Regions from separate parts of the Arachis hypogaea genome. Here region 2 is linked to region 1. The links are chromatin contacts, called in public Hi-C maps. All regions are on one chromosome and are shown on one strand. Each heading gives the region's core, a stretch centred on a gene start, on an enhancer-like site or on the middle of the called end of the contact. The rest is flanking DNA. Distances are from core to core; before and after follow the strand shown. Region 1 has its middle 17 kb from the start of LOC112776243. Region 2 holds the start of LOC140183427.

Evidence for each region. Hi-C and Micro-C count contacts between places; a contact is called where the count stands out from the background.
Region 2: a contact with region 1 is called in a Hi-C map of leaf, with 2.2 times the contacts expected there. The contact joins the promoter of LOC140183427 here to the enhancer-like site in region 1. A contact is called at or near these places in 2 of 8 Hi-C or Micro-C datasets (leaf and an unstated tissue).

The regions. Positions count from the first base shown.
Region 1 is chr3:37,378,506-37,381,415 of arahy.Tifrunner.gnm2.J5K5, forward strand. No RefSeq gene overlaps it. Among protein-coding and RNA genes, the nearest start is that of LOC112776243, 17 kb to the right of the region's middle. Within about 2 kb of position 1,451, at least 1 of the 3 cell types and tissues checked has open chromatin away from gene starts, as enhancers often do.
Region 2 is chr3:37,509,237-37,512,146 of arahy.Tifrunner.gnm2.J5K5, forward strand. LOC140183427 reads left to right here and starts at 1,509. Exons shown (of 1, transcript XM_072231840.1): 1 at 1,509-1,925. The coding sequence starts at 1,509. The coding sequence ends at 1,925.

The DNA.
Region 1 (2,910 bases), core at 201-2,700:
TTAAATTAGTTCTTAAAAGATAAGATATTTTTTAAATTCATCCCTAAAAATTTTTTTTAATTAAATTGGTTTTTCAAAGATTACAAATTTTGTCTTCCAATCACTCCATTAATAATTTTTTTTCAAAAATTGATATCGTAAAACATTAATTGATAACATATATAATACTTAATATATCTAATTGAATATTAACCAAATATGTTCACGAAAATTTAGTAATGTAGTCATTTTTTTTAATTACAAATATCATATTCTCAATATAATCTAATAACTAAATTGATAGATCTTCATAAATATATTTAGTCAACGTTCAATTGAACATGTTATATATTATGTATGCTATCAGTTAATATTTCACATTATCAATCATTGATGAAATTATGAGTGAAGTAACTGAAAAATAGATATAATTAATTCGTAATCTTTAAAGGATCAATTTGATTATTGAAAAAAAAATTTAGAGACAAATTTAAAAAATGACTTATTTTTCAGGAACTAGCTTGACTACTAAAATTTTTTTTGTTCATACTTAAGAATGTCAAGTAAAAGATCATACTTTACTAAATAGTTCAGAAGAAAAAATTCAAAGGATCCATTTCTTATTTTTCCATGTGTGCTTGAAATATATTTTGCCAATTAAAACAAAATTTAATCAACCAATCAATCACCTTTGATCTTGATATAATAGAATTTTTTTTAAACATTAAAAAATCACACTTTATCAAATGATTAAAAGAAAAAAAATCTCAAAAATTATATATGAAAGTTGGTGGCTTCATCACACACAATTACACAAAAGACTTGCTCTTTATTTTTTGAGAAAAAATCTTAAACGACCCTCACAGTTATTTTAAAATACGAGGCTTTTGACCAAAAAAAAAACTCTTTTTGACTTTTAATCTTTATTTTTATAAGATTGATTAGTTCTTCTATCAATATTTTCTATCTTTATAAGTCTACATGATATGTTAAATTGTTGATTTATCCATTAAGAACCAACTAAGATTAACAAATTCTCTTTTGTTGGGAGTTTCGTTGTTTTTTAAGGATAATTATCAAGACCATTTAGTTTTTATTTTTATTTTTTATTACCTGTTTTAAATACATTAGTTATATTTATTGTGTAAAACTAAAAAATATTAATAATTTTTAAATTATTTTTACTTATAAAAATTAAATAGAGGATATATTAATGATTAATGTATCACATAAGTATATTTTGAATAGAGATCATTGACATAGAGACTAATTCTTCTCACAAAATTAAATATTAAAGATCGAAAAAAGTATAGTTTTTGTTTGAAGATCTCGTAGTGTTTCAAAAAAATTATTAGGGACCATGTTGGGACCATCTCTCAAATTTTTTTGATAATAATTTACAATAATAAATATGCATAAGAAAGCCCAAGGAATGCAAGGCCTAGTTCAGTTAGTTAATCCACAGCCTTGCAAACCAAATAAATAAAACTTTGGAACTTGGTAGTGTCTCGTGTGTACATTGATTGTAATACCCAAAATAAAAATGACCAAAAGCCTAAAAGACTTTTTTTAATCTTTTTCTTTCTTAATAATTATCTATTTTGTTTTCGGTTTTTGTCCCAGCAATTAGATCTTTGTTTTCGGGCAAGGAAAAAATTATCATACTCTTAGTCATAGTTATGGTTAAGGCCCAAACATATTTTTTATTTTTATATTTTTTGGTCTGAAGATAAAATATTCGAGTGAAATTACTTTGACCAAAAGCACAAGTCACAAATCACAATGCAAAATGAGCCATTAGGAGAATAACTAATTTTTTACTTTTTTTTTTTTTTTGGACGATGGAATGTTTTACCGTCTGCACTTGCACTCTGCAGTGGGTGAGATCCTCAGCCACGCACAAAGACTGCGTTTATTTATAGACACGAGATATTGAGATAAAGATACAGACATATAAAATTATATTTAATAAATAAGATATAAATAAAAATATTATGTTTAAAAATATTAAATTAGTATATTTTGTATTCATTCTAACAGAAAAAATATTAAAATATTAATAAAAAATATAATATATTTTTTAATTTTTCTTTTATTATTTTTGTTAATTTTTTATAATTATATTTTTATTATTATATTTTTCGTCTAAATTTTTTAAATAAAAAAATAAGAATAAATTAAATTTTTATAATTTATTTTAGTTTATCATTAAACAAAATATAAGAACAAAAAAATTTATATCTTGTTATTTATATCTTATTCTATCTTATCTTATTCCGTTGTTAGAAACAAATTAAATTTTGTCAAAATGTACTTGGATTAAAAAATGTACCCTAATTGGTGATTAGAGAAAAATGAACCCTGAGTGTGTATATAACCGAAAATATTAATACTCTAAATCTTAAACTCAGAGAGAGAGATCACACCAACCTATGTTGGATCACTAGATGTGAGTTTGGAAGTTCTTCATAATAAAAAGAAAATTCAATTAAAAACCAAATTTATATGTTAATTTTTTTAGATTTAAACCATATTTGTTGAAATAGGGGTCACGTATACGCATGACTCACGTGTATGCGTAGAAGTGTTAAAATGCAGCTTGTGTGTGCGTTTTTTTGTTATGCGTACGCGTAGGTAAGTACCTCATGTCAAGAGGGACTTAATTATAAAAAAAAATTAGTGTAGGGATCCAAATAAAAGGAAAAAAAGTATAGGAATCTAATTAAAAAAAATTGGTCCAATGACTCAATTAAAAAGAAAAAAAGTATAGAGATCTAATTAAAAATTTTGTGAAACTATAAGGATCAACAGAGTAATTAAACCTATTTTTTATTATTATGCAATGCTTTAGAGATCCAATAAAAAATTAGTATCATGGTTTCGAATCTCATCTTGTGCATGCAACAATTTATTAGACAACGACAAACACTT
Region 2 (2,910 bases), core at 259-2,758, 130 kb after region 1:
GTGACAGAGCATAGGAACGTTTTCACTGAGAGGATGGGATGTAGCCATTGACAACGGTGATGCCCTACATACAGCTTGCCATGGAAAGGAGTAAGAAGGATTGAGTTGAAGCAGTGGGAGAGCAGGCGTCCTTGAGCCATACAGTATCTTCATTCGCTTATCTGAAATTCCCACCAATGAAGCTGCATGAGTACTCTATCCCTTTTATTATTTATTTTCTTATTTCTATTTTCGAAAACCCATAAACCAATTTAATCTGCCTAACTGAGATTTACAAGGTGACCATAGCTTGCTTCATACCAACAATCTCTGTGGGATCGACCCTTACTCACATAAGGTTTATTACTTGGACGACCCAGTACACTTGCTGGTTAGTTGAACGGAGTTGTGAGCTTCTCTAACAGTGCCTGAAATTCTTTTATCACAATTTCGTCCACCACAAGACTTATAGAGTATACAACAAACTATTGAAAAAACCATGCATGTCACATTCTGTGAGTCTAACAATGTTCCTAGTGTTTGCATTGATGATAGTCCATGTTTTGAAGCTGAATTACCCAAGAATACTGAGTCAATTCCTCAAAATCCAAGTTCTTATGAAGTTGTACTTATTAGCAGCGAAAATTCCAATTTTGCAGGGGACAATTTGGAATTATCTCCTATCGCAGCAGAAAACACTGATGCAGAGGCCATTGTTGATCAAGAGGAACCTGAATCCTCAACTCAAACCAGAAGGCCCAGGGAATGAAATTTTCTAAAAAACTATCCAGAGAAATTCATAATTGGTGATCCCTCCAAAGGAATATCAACTAGATCATCTTTGAAAAGAGCTGAATCCACTAACTTAGCTCTTATATCAAAGATTGAACTTCAAAATATCCAAGAAGCTCTTGCTGATCCATCTTGGGTATTAGCTATGGAGGAGGAATTGCAGAAGTTTGAGAAAAACCAGGTCTGGAGATTAGTGCCTCACTCAATGAAAAGAAAGTCACTGGCACTAAATGAATTTTCAGAAATAAATTGGGTGAAAATGGAACCATTATCCGAAACAAAGCAAGATTGGTTGCTCAAGGCTATGATCAAGAGGAATGGATTGATTTCGATGAATCCTTTGCACCTGTAGCTTGAATAGAAGCCATCAGATTGCTCCTTGCATATGCAGCTCATTGTGGCTTCAAGCTATTCCAAATAGACGTAAAGTGTGCTTTCCTCAATGGCATAATAGATAGAGAGATTTATGTGGCTCAACCATTTGGGTTTGAAAACAAAATTTTTTCTAACCATGTTTTCAAACTAGCTAAAGCCATATATGGTTTAAGACAAGCTCCTAGAGCTTGGTATGAGAGGCTTAGCTCATTTTTATTGAAAAAAATTTTCAAAGAGGAGCCATTGACACCACTTTATTTATTAAGAATTATAATGATCATTTCATTATTGTGCAAGTTTATGTTGATTATATTATCTTTGGTTCGGCTAATGAGGATTTGTGTGCAGATTTTGCTAAGCTTATGACTAGTGAATTTGATATGAGCATGATGGGAGAGCTCAACTTCTTTCTAGGCTTGCAAATAAAGCAAACTGCAGAAGGCATATTCATTCATCAAGAAAAATATGCAAAGGAACTTGTTAAGAAATTCGGGCTAAAAAGTGCCAAGCCAATGGGAACTCCCATGCATCCAAATATCAAGCTTGACAAAGATGAACATGCTAGAGATGTTGATGAGATGCGCTATAGAGGGATCATTGGCTCTTTGATGTATCTAGCCTCCTCAAGACTTGATGTCATCCAAAGTGTTGGAGTATCCTCAATATTTCAATCAAAGCCTAAGGAATCACATTTTTCAGCTGTCAAGAGAATCATCCGATACGTGGTTGGTACCACTGATATGGTTTATGGTTTCCAAAGACTGATTCCTTTCAATTAGTGGATTTTTGTGATGCAGATTTTGTTGGGGACAGAATTGATAGAAGAAGCACAAGTGGCATGTGTTACTTCCTTAGAAAATCACTCATTGTTTGGTCAAGCAAAAAGCAAACAACAGTAGCACTCTCTACTGCCGAAGCTGAGTATATTACAGCCTTATCTTGTTGTTCTCAACTACTATGGTTAAAAACTCAGTTAGCTGATTATAAACTGAAAGTATCTAACATTCTATTATTTTGTGACAATATGAGTGCTATAAATATTTTCAAAAACCTTGTTTTGCACTTTATAACAAAGCACATAGAAGTTAGATTTCATTCTATAAGAGAACATGTGCAAAATGGAAATTTAGATATTCAGTTTGTTAAATCTGAAGATCAACTATCTGATATTTTTACTAAACCATTGATAGAAGAGAGGTTCAGCAAATTACGAACTGCTCTGGGCATTCTTGATTCATCTAATTTTTCTTAATCCTTCTGACATTCTGGTTCAAGCGTTTTGCCTCATAAGTCGAGATGAGACTATTTTGGGCAGATGATGAGTAGCTTCATTAATTTGATTTGTTGCTATTTAGACTCGTTGGAGGCTTATCAGATTTGGTGGGCCTAGGATGTTTACTTGTCTACTCTTAGATGGGCCACTTATGTCTAAAAGTGTTGGGCCTATTTTGGATTTGGATTTAAAAAAATTGTTTTTCATTTTAACTTGGACTTATATTTTTGTTTTCAATATTAATTTTTTCATTTTTTGAAAACAAGGTTCATTTGGTTACAGAGGTAAAATTCAATGTTTTTTAAAATTTTTATTTTTCAACTCAATTTCAAGGTGAGACTATTGCACTACTTTAGGATTATATCAAATCACCACTTTATGCACTGTTTCACACACATTTCTCTCTACTCTTTTATCCGAATCTTTCCATTTGACCAATGTTCTACTATATTGGTTCCTAAATCTAATTCTTCCAAGATCAGAACTACAAC